2 separate regions of the Mus musculus genome follow, and region 1 is linked to region 2. Evidence: chromatin contacts called from public HiChIP or PLAC-seq data. All regions are on one chromosome and are shown on one strand. The core of a region is the stretch at or near the end of the contact, and the rest is flanking DNA. Distances in the headings are between cores, read along the strand shown. Region 1 overlaps Enox1 (ecto-NOX disulfide-thiol exchanger 1). Region 2 holds the start of Enox1 (ecto-NOX disulfide-thiol exchanger 1).

What was found. HiChIP or PLAC-seq counts read pairs in DNA pulled down with a chosen protein or histone mark.
Region 1: an H3K4me3 HiChIP or PLAC-seq map of embryonic forebrain shows a contact between it and region 2, with 6 times the contacts expected there. The contact joins the enhancer-like site here to the promoter of Enox1 in region 2. A contact is called at or near these places in 16 of 39 promoter capture datasets (the 3T3-L1 cell line, 3T3-L1-derived adipocytes, the C10 cell line and 10 more), 1 of 15 datasets of contacts at CTCF or cohesin (the NIH/3T3 cell line), 6 of 484 Hi-C or Micro-C datasets (the HL-1 cell line, the N1E-115 cell line, brain and 3 more), 15 of 115 datasets of contacts at active chromatin or transcription factors (SST interneurons, astrocytes, bone marrow-derived macrophages and 11 more) and 1 of 9 other capture datasets (liver).

What each region holds. Positions count from the first base shown.
Region 1 is chr14:77,624,810-77,630,086 of GRCm38.p6, forward strand. All of the region lies in intron 13 of Enox1 (ecto-NOX disulfide-thiol exchanger 1), which reads left to right. Among named protein-coding and RNA genes, the nearest start is that of Gm52115, 31 kb to the left of the region's middle. Within about 2 kb of position 2,457, at least 14 of the 459 cell types and tissues checked have an H3K27ac peak or open chromatin away from gene starts, as enhancers often do. A contact at or near this core is called in embryonic basal ganglia, embryonic forebrain and embryonic stem cells, where this site is marked.
Region 2 is chr14:77,155,249-77,160,668 of GRCm38.p6, forward strand. Enox1 (ecto-NOX disulfide-thiol exchanger 1) reads left to right here and starts at 1,515. Exons shown (of 19, transcript NM_172813.3): 1 at 1,515-1,794.

The DNA.
Region 1 (5,277 bases), core at 1,207-3,706, 470 kb after region 2:
CAGGGCTTATTGAAGTGCCTCTCCCTGTCTCCCTGCTCCCAGGGTTTTTCTTTATGAGATATGCCTCTAAATATATCTTAAAAATAAAAGTCTGAGGGAGAACACACGTGGCAATATCAATCTTACTGCAGTTCCCACACTCAGGGCAGGCTGGCGCTGGAGGAGGTCTTGAGAGCAATATGTTTCCCTTCTCCCCAATATTCTGAATCTAATAAGGACCAAATATTGAGTCTTTGTGCCCCCAATAATAAGCTGAATTGTTTAATAAATATAAGAAGTCAATAATGGATCTTGTTGAGTTACTGTAATTATGAGTCGTGAGGTGAAATCTGATCTATTTGGCCTAGTCTTTGCAGGGCAAGACATGAGCTTTCTTTCTTGTCGTAGTGACTTACTGACCAGTTTCTATCTTATCTTCATACCGGATTCTTCTAGTATGGTTTGTGTAATTCTGGAAACCACGCCTTTCCCTGGCCTCAGCTCCTTGCCTCTGTGAATTATCTTACGCATTGTCACAATACAAAGCAGTGACAGATTTAACAACATTTACTGAATCCTTACAGTGTGTCTGGGACCAGGGCTTTTGTCTGGAAGTGCCAGATTAAAGGGGAAATTACTAACGTCGTCTTATAAGACTAATTAAGACTCGGTCCCTGAAGTGAAAGTATTGCTCATAAATTCTAGAAAATCTTTACAGCCTGTTGTCAGTCCTCCCTTCCCTAGGAGAGAATCCACACAGTTGTGCTTTGCTGTGCAGTCACAGTTACTACCAAAAGCCAGCCGAGAAACGGGGAGCAATGAGAGAGTCTGAAAAATGTTTGCTCAACTCAACTTTGTGAACACCAGAGAAACCTTTGTGGGCATTTAAGCTGATACAGGGCGGGCCCTCCTGAGAAGGGAGAGCCTCTCACCCTTGTGCCCACTACAGGGTCCTTTTCTCTCCAGGTGCCCCAGCATTGTTTACAGTGGGCTTATTGGACAGATAAGAAACTACAACTAAGAACTAATTTCTTATCTCTCAGAGGGACATTTTAAATCTTCATCTTGAGCCAAAGATGATGAAAGCAAAGACTATGATTTTCATATACTTCACAATATTTTTATATTTTTCAGATAAGGACCCTGAGATCTCAGGGACATTTCATGATTTGTCCCAAGTCTGATGTCTGAGAATTGGTATCAGGCTTCCAACCCCCTCCCCCAACTCTGTCTGTATAAGTGTACATCTTGTGCGTGCCCTTACTCGCCAGCAAAGCAGACTCCACAACAGGATCCTTCTGCACACGTTTATTGGGAGAGCTTGATTGCAGAGGCGAAGAGACCCCAAGCCCAGAACTGGTGCTGCTTATATAGGCCTAGGAGAGGCATGTCTCACACCCGGATTGGTTATGCATGGGTTATGCTTACCACCTCATTTGCATGTCTCACATCTGATTGGTTAACTTCTTTCTCATCTGATTGGTTAACTTATCTCTCATCTGATTGGTTAACTTGTCTCTCATCTGATTGGTTAATTCTCAAAACCTCTTCTTGGCAAAAAACTTTACTGCCTATGTATGTGTGGTGGCCAGCGCCACCCTGCAACGGCACATGTGGCTTCCCACATGTACACATAGAGGCCGGAGGACAACCTTGGCAGTTGGTCCTCAGGCATCATCCATTTTGGTTTGTTTGCCCCTCACCTCCACCCTCCACTGGCATAAACCTCACCCAGTATGCCGGGCTGGTTGGCTAGCCAGAGAGGTCCAAGGATTTAACCATCTATGTCTCCCCATGTGTAGGGGTCACAGGCATGCAGTGAAATACCTCTCTGTTTGCTTGTTTTAACATAGGTTCTCAGAGATAAAAACTCAGGGCCTCATGTTCACAAGGCAAGCCCTTTCTTTACCTCCTGAGCTTTCGTCCTGCCCCTCCACCTTTCCATCTCTGACCCACTAGTGCCTCTCTCCTTCACAGAGTCCATGTCACCTGCACTCCAGTAGCGACAGGGACGGCAGTATAGGCGGGGTGTACAGAGAATGATGGCATTTCTCTCACATCCACTGCTCCTCAGAAGTACGAGGCAGTCCCCCAGACTACTTCCCCTCTTTTCTGTGGCATTCCGCTTTCCTAACTGTGTATCAGAGGCTCCATATGTAACTCCGCGGGGTTGAATGAATGAGCTGTCCTTTCAGGTCATTAAATCCTGAGCAAACAGGGGAAGGTAAAGGACGAAGCTGACAAAGAACAGCGAGGTTGAAATGAGAGGTAGGGTAAAATTACCACAGATGAAAAATACATCTATAGTTGATTTTTTTTTTAAATTTTTTGAGGGGGGGGAGTGTGAAAGTTGCTAGGTCCTTGGGCTTTTCAAATAGAAATTAACATTTAAATTAGACTCTTTCTTTCAGCCCCTGCCATGTAACATTTAGGCTCCTAAGGAATATTCTAATTGATGCCGGATCATCAGCCCTGTGTTAACAAAGCCCTTTATAGAAGCTCTCCACAGCACTTTCTCTTGTGTTCAATAAGAAGCCGAGTAACAAGAGAGGGCCTCCTCCAAGGAATTCTTTTAACCTCTCAGAAACAAAATATTTCATGCTAATTCCTGCTTAATTGGAAGGAAGTCTTTTTTTTTTCCTTTTTTTTTTTTTTTTTTTTTTTTTTTTTTGTAAAAAGAATACCATTGATTGGGTTTGAAGCCTGTTCCACTTCTGACCTCTTTATTTTAATCAAGGTCACCTAATAAACTTGCCCAAACAGCTCTAGTTCTCAATTAAAAAAAATAAAGTAGCACACTTTAAAAGCATTTAGTGTGTGATTAATTGTGCTGAACTGGGGATTCAGCACTCGCAAGGGCCTTTGTGGGGAGAGTGGAACATTAGTATCTGAAAAATTATACCCATCAGAAACTCAAAAAAAAAAAAAAAAAAAACCCACCTGTCTGGGTGAGGATTCAGGGAAAGTTGTTATCATACCCAATAGGAAAAGAGTTTTAATGCCTGAACTACTCTGTTCAATGGAAGAAAGGCAGCTAAAGTGGCCATGCAGACAGTTTATAAAATGCACCCTGCTCCTCCTGGCCAAGGACTCGGAGAAGATGGAGCTGTCCAAGCCAGGTTTCTTGGGAGCTCACACTCTGGCACTAGAAAGCAGTGTTCTTAGAAGACTGAACTTAGAAACACCCAGCGTTCTAACAGTCCTCCCCCGATCTTCTGCACAGACTCTGCATTCTGTGAGCTTGAGGAGGGCCAGACTCACCTGGAGGCTGTTTGGAAAAGAATATTTGTTGTTCAGGTGACAAAGGCTTTAGAGCAGCTGAGAAAGGAACATGCGAGACCAAGAACTGGTGTCCCCAGTGGAGTGCAGACCAGCATGGAGGCCAGAACAAGTCAGACTCCTTGGTGCAACTTAGCATTGTCTCTGGGATAGCTTATCCCTTCTTCAGCCATGAGATTTCTTTTTTTTTTTTTTTTTTTTTTTTTTTTTTTTTTTTTTTTTTTTTGGTTTTTTGAGACAGGGTTTCTCTGGATAGCCCTGGCTATCCTGGAACCCACTTTGTAGACCAGGCTGGCCTCGAACTCAGAAATCCGCCTGCCTCTGCCTCCCGAGTGCTGGGATTAAAGGCATACGACACCACGCCTGGCATGAGATTTCTTAAGGGCAGCTTACTCTTAGTTTCCGCCGCCTCCTCCTCCTCCTCCTCCTCCTCCTCCTCTTCTTTTTCTTCTAAATAAGATTATGGGGAAAGATTCAATAAAAGGATTTATGGCAAGTTGAAAATACCTTGCACTGTAATAGCAGAAATTATTAACAGGAGGTATAGATGAACAACCTAGGCTGGGCTACACACAGGATCACCTGGGGAACCTGGTACGCATAGCCATGCTCTGAGCTAATGTCCAGTCCTGTTATCAAACCACTACACGGGGGATTCTGAGGTACAAAGGATGGAGAGGGATTTTAACATGAGGGTCAATGGTTCTTTGTGGTAGGTGGGAAGGGAAAGAGCAAGATAAGACAAGGTAACAGGATGAGAGAGAGAGAGAGAGAGAGAGAGAGAGAGAGAGAAAGTAACGCCATAGTCAAAGATCAAAATGTGTGATGTACAGGAAGAGGTTGGTCAAAGGCAAGAGAATGGAGGAAGTGATGTCAGTCTAGTTTGCAAGGACCAGGTAACGAACTGCCCGCATCAGCCGCATTCACAGTCTGCACCAATTGGTGCAGGAAAGGCCACTTGAAATGGGTGGGTACAGAAAGACCTGGTATAGGCCAGGGCCACAGTTCTTACGTTTCCTCTCTTCTAGAACAGCCAAGACTGTCCCCCTGTGTTGCTAATCAGAGAGGAGAACAAGTATGTCACATTTTTATAGGGAGACTCTTGCTGCCTGTGAACAGTCTGGGAAGAGGTTGCCCATGTGAGGGACCTCCTCTCCCGTGGCACTGACCAGGCCAAAGGCCAGGGTTCAACGGCGCTTAGTTCTAGAAGTTCAATCTGACCTCCTCAGAGTGAGAACCAGAAGCCAGTCATGGTGGGAAAGATAGCTACTAAGAAAAGTATTGCAAGATAGGGCGCAGGGATCAGGAGAATGGAGACTTAGCCTGGAGGACTCTTAACATCACTCAGTCGTTGCGTTGCAGGAGAGAAAATGGTAGCATCCAGAGTAGACCAGGAGAGAAATTAAGGAAATAAGGGAGCATAGCACAGAGGGCAGAGATGCCTCGAAGGCCATGGCCAGTGGCTGAAGCTGAGACAGGGAGCTCTCGCTGACAGAGATGCCATTAAGGGGGGACTAACAGAAATCAAGTGCCCCAAACTAATGAACAACAAGACTGGCAGAACATTTTATAGGTCACATTAGACATCTGCCTCCAGACCCTGTTACACTGAGGTGACACTTCTTACAGTGGGAGGGGAGGTGGAGGGGGTCATGGGGGAGGGGTAGGCAGAGTAAGAGGCTGCTCAGAACCAAGTGGGGATGAGATTGCGTGTAATCTTTCTCAAAGTAAGTGCAGCTGGGCTGGGCAGAGCCAGAGATCAGTTTCTAAAGCAGAGCTCAAGAAGAGGCATAGAGGACTGGTGGATGGCTGTGCTTCTTAAGAAAATGGTACCATGTGCGTGCGTGTGTGTGTGTGTGTGTGTGTGTGTGTGCACGCGCGAGTGTGCATGGGCAAGGTAGAGCATGCATCAGGAAAGGAAAATAATGCCTTTTACTGGGGAAGATTCCTAAAGAAAAGTCAGTCATCATTTGCTAGGGGAGGCAGCTGTGGACTGGAGGAGTGGCTGCTTGCATGTCC
Region 2 (5,420 bases), core at 265-2,764:
CAGCAGCAGAATTAGCAAGCCCCAGTGACCTTGTAACGTATGGGCCAGTGTTTAGTGCCTAGTGTTCCTGACAAGAGAAAAGCTTGCTTCTGACCAGCATCTAGAGGCAGACAGATTTAACACCTCCTTTCCTATCCTTTTCTGTAGAAGGGAGTGTAGAAACTGCCAAGTATCTGCAACTCGGTGACTTGGACCTTTTTTGAGAAGGTTAGGTGTCCCCAGGATCTTTATCCTTTGCTCAGGCAGATTATACCACCAAGTTCCTTTCTGAGTGCTCTTTTCGTGAATCTTTTGGTAAATTTGCACAATGGGTCAGTCTTCTCCTATGTTCCTTCTTTGCACTGGGGCCTGGCAGCCCGAGGGGAAAAATAGTCTTTCACACAGGGAACTGGCATACGTTTAAATCAAGCAAGCCTAGTGGGATGGTAATGACATTCCCACCATCTGAGTTTCTGCCTTCAGGATATGTGAAGCTAGAAAACAATGTCATTCATTCAACATTTATAGAGAACACACAGTGTACAGGGGCGCTGTGCAAGTCTTGGAGGGCAGGCAAAAGTGCAAACCCTAACCCGCTCTTGAGGATTCCTGCCAAGAAGAGCATGACAACTGCAACACGGACCTTACACTCCTGGAAGGAATTCTTGGGTGAATAAAGTCTGCTTATTTAAAGTAAGCATGGAAAACTATACCAACAGCTCGATGTACCTTTCAGGAATAGGACAGATAAGTGGGATTTAGTCATAATCTCTAAGGTGTTAGAGCGCTCGGTGATGAAGGTGTTCTCAGCTTGCTTTGAGTTACTTGTGTATCGGGACAGTTGGCAGAATCCTAACAAAGAGAGGGCCAATACTTCTATATGGAGGTGGCTAACTTTGAGGGAAAGTGGCTTCCAAGGAGAACAAAAAGGTAACATTTTCATCTGGAGCGATCCCAACCACCACTGAGGCATCCTAATACCCTGGGTAAAACCTCTGTGCCCAGGCTCAACCTTAGACAGCGCCGGGTTGAGCAGTGCATCTCAGCATCCTGGAGTCCACTGCACGCACCGAGTTCCCCCCCGCACCCCGGTCGCCTGCCTGGCGCCTTCAAGGTCGCCATGGCAACCATGGGGTACCAAGACCAGTCCCTGAACGTCCAGCCTAGAAATTCAAACTGGCAGCAGTGGCACGAGCGAGTCGCCTCAGCTCCTCCCCCGAGGGAATAGCGCGATCCTCGGCCGTGGGCACCACTTGTGCAGCATCAGTGGCAGAGCGCTCCTCCGGCTCCAGATCGGCCGGGATCCGGAGCTCGAGCGCGCCACGCCGCCTCTCATCTGGTTTCTCCGCCGGGCCAGTCGCTTCTTCGGGCCAGACAGGCCGCCCATCCTTTCACCGCTTTACGGATTTCCGGGGGCGACGAATTTTGCCTCGGTCCCTACGAGCATCTCTCCGCTTCGCTCCCCCGCCCCTCGCGACTCCCCCCACTCCTGGGCGCGCGCGCGCACACTCACTCACACTCTCAGGCGCGCGTGCGCACGCCCGCGCGCCCCGAGCCGCGGAGTCTCCAGCGCCCCTGAGCAGATCCCACTCTCCCGGGCGCTGCTACTCACACAGGCTTCCAGCCGCCACGGGGCGTCCTCTGTCTGCGGCAGCAGCGGCGGCGCGAGCGGAGGCTGCAGTCTAGCCGGGTCTGGCTGCTCGGCGCCCTGGACAGAGTCCGGCAGAAGCGCGATCGGGAGGAGACGCCGAGGCAAGGAGGAGCCGCGCCGCGCCCGGCGCTCGCTTGCCTCGAATCCCCGCACCGCGGCCCCAGGTAAGCGGCTCCGCGGCCCGCAGCATCCCCGGGGCGTAGGGACTCGCCGCCCATGGGGGGTTCCCGGTCCCGCCCCCGTCGTGGCCGGGGAACAAGGCACCGAGGGGAGTGGGCGAGGGGGGAGGGGAGCGGAGCTGGAGGTGAGGCTGGAAGGCAGCGGTGTGGGGGAGCCCCCTGCGCCCTTCCCCGACGCTCCTCGGGCTCCCGCACTTTTATGAGCCGGGGGTGCTCAGCGCCCCACACAGATGTACTCCGCTCTTTTTTATCGCTGGCCGGCTAGAGTCCGCTCGGGCTCCGCGCCTACCACGCACCAACCGCCTCCCCTGCACCTTGGACAGCGCACCCCGCCGCTCGCCTCCCGGGGACCGCACCCGGGACCCTGTCCTGCCCGCGCAGCCCTCCGGTTGTTCCGTTCTTCCCATAGTGTCCTCCTCCTGTCTTGCATAGCATCTCCCTGCCTTGGCGTTCTCTACTCTGGCGCGGGCCAGAAACTTTCCTCTCTGCCCGATCTGCGCGAGGTACTATTGTTGTTATTTGTGTCTTTCCTTCTCGCTGGGAACTGGACACAAGGACAGGTCTTCCTCTGCGGGCGATCGCCTGCCTTTCCCAGTCCAAGACCGCACTGGGCAGCCGGACTTGGACACCCGGCCGGCGCCTCGGCAGCTGGACGCCCGCGGGTTCCCCGCCTCTCTGGACACGTGCACTCCTCCCACGGACGCGGCCCCTCCCGGACCACCCTATGTCCTACCCCTGCATGGCCACGGCCACCCCATAGGTTGGACACCCGGGATCGCGGGCTCTGATTGGTTGATCTCATAACCCCGCCTCCTTGGAGGGGGTGGTTCTGGAGTGTTGTGGTTGTCATCCCGCAGCGAGCACATGGGGGAAGTGGGGTCGACAGGTGGGGAAACCCAGCTCTATGGCATACACATCCCAGTGTATGTAATCCGGCTAGTATCATTCCTTCAAATTGCACATTGTGCTTTACTCCCCCTTCCGCAGTCTTCCACTGTTATAACATTTTAAAAAATTTAAATTTTGTTGAGATTATGTTTGTTCAGTGGTAGTGGTTTTTAAAAGTAGCTTTAGGAGAATGCAGGAAACGAATGCACGAGAGGAGATTCATGGCAAACTGGGCTGCATGTTTGAGTTTGGTCCTTTGGAGGAAGTAGTGAAGGGTCATTAAGGGATCTGAAGAAGGTGAAGAAAGGAGAAGGGAAATGGATTGTTGGCAGAGACCCTGGTGCTTACGAACCCAAGGAAGGAGGTGGTGGGTCTTTTGTAGGTGGCGATGTGAAGAAGTCCCTGGGAGCTCTAGTGGGAGGCAGCTGCGGTCTGCTGAAGACTGCTCTCTGGAAAAGTAGTAATTTTGTCTAGTACTTAGGTTGTGATTAACACACTTTGCTTTTGTTTTGCTAGCGTTGCACTCTTGATAGGAGACTTATAGTAATAATGTCCGTGCACATAATGGATATTGATTATTCCGCTTTCTTGTGATATGCAGATTTGCAAATGGTAATGAATTTCATCCCTCTAGAGGGAAGCATTAGTTAAAGTGCTTCTGAAATATGGTGAGACAAGACGGATGGGCACTGTGTGAAGTCTAGAGACTGTCCTGACATTGTGTAGTGCCATTCCAGAAATACGTACAAATTACTTTTATTTCCCTTCATTTCTAAGCCTGATTGCCGCCGGCATTCTCGAGCTTTAATTCCTTCAGACTGTTTTGATGTCATGTCTGAACACTTTAAGGATATTGTCATTCTTATCTTTGTAACCTTGTCAATGCAAAGCAAGTGGCAAGGGATGCAGGATAATGTTGACAACTTTATATTGAGCACACTGTGTGTTATTTTATTTGTAAGCTGGTGGAATGTGCAAAAGGAACATAGCATGGCTGTAACTACCCAGGGACCCATATCCAAACAAAGTGGAGAGTCACGTGAGGCTATTCCAGGGAGTGCAATTCAATTCTTTTTAAGATGAATAAATTTTAAAGATTCCTATGTGTAAATGGTAACACTAGTTGAAAGGTCTTTTAACACACTTATGGTCTGGTAGCACATATTAAGTTAAATGGCTTATTTAATATGTGAGATGGTTCAAAGGAGATGACAAAGCCTCCCAATCTTCTATTATATAAGTAGGAAGAAGAGCTTTGCTCTCTGGAAGGCTTCCTAATCAAGGAACAGGGTTTGACACATCTGACACCTCTGAAGTCGTTGCTGTTGCTGAGAAAATGATTCTGACTGTGTTTTTATTTCTCTAGTTCATGCTCTGGTTTTCCCACATGGATTTAGATGCTGGCTGCAGGCCTACGAAATGTATATGTGTGTAGACTGGAAAAGAATGTGTGCAATAGCACAAACATATATGGGTATGTGCAAAATATATATTTATGTCTGCACACAGTTATAAACTGGATGCATATGATTTAGGGTACCTGCAGCGTATTTATATTCATATATATATTCTTGTCGGCCTCGGAAATTTTGCTCATCTCTTCTTGTCCGAAAGGTGGCCCTGTTTTAAACTGTAAAAGCATTATCACCAGTAGAATTGGCCAATAGATCACAGAAACAGACAATAGTATTTTGTTGCCTGGCAACCACCTACTGTGAATGAAAAACAGAGCAGTGACAGCTGCATGCACATCCTGGTCCCCAGCCCATGGTCCCCAGCCCATGGTCCTCAGCCCAGGCATCGAAGCCCTCCACTTGACATACATCTGCAAGTTTCACTTCAGACAGGCAAACCTGTCTCTTTAAAAAAAAATGTTAGTAACACAATTTTGAATTTTTTGGTTGTAATAAGAACTGTGTGGTGATTGTTGAGGAAATGAAGCGCTCATTTCTATTGCCCCTTTTAAAGCCTGGTGTAAACAGAAAAACCAGAGTGGGAGGGAGGTTTCTAACCTTCACAGAAGCCATTAAGCATCCCGAGCACACACTGACTACCGTTAGGTGCTCTTAGGATGTTATAAAAGCTTGAGTTAGCTCTGTGATACCTAAGTAGAGGGCAGCCTTTTACTGCTAAAAGCCAAGTCGAGAGTGATGCTTTCCAGCTTAACTATTTAATTCCAAGCATTCCGGAGGCACGGGAGGGATACAGCAGCCTGGTGACAGCCCATAGGACCGCTTCCCTGGGATACCCTGGGATGGAATTCCTTGGTGACTGTCTCCTACTTTCTCCTCCACATTATTCTCTCTTCGTTCCCTTTTTCCCCCATTGGAACTTGTAGCTGGGATTGAATCAGGATACTTTGAAAGTACATAGTAATTACAAGTGAAGATCAATACGGACATACTAGGCTAGAGTGTGGACTGAGGTGTGCTGCACACAGTTTATTTTGCATTCGGCCCCATGAACCCACCTCCTTCCCGCCACCTGCAAGCTCTGTGCCTTGCTAGCTGTTTATAGTTTAGAACAATCTTTAATACTCTCTTATTCCGTGTGAGTGTCTTTGTGTGCGTACATGCATGTGCGTGTGCATGTGTGTGTGTGTGTGTGTGTGTGTGTAGGCTGCACCTTTGTGTGTACAGAGTCATTCTCTTGCACAGTGGTTGGATGTTGTTTCATTTACCTAAAAACTCTCTACTTCATTTTCTGAAGCAGGGTCTCTTGCT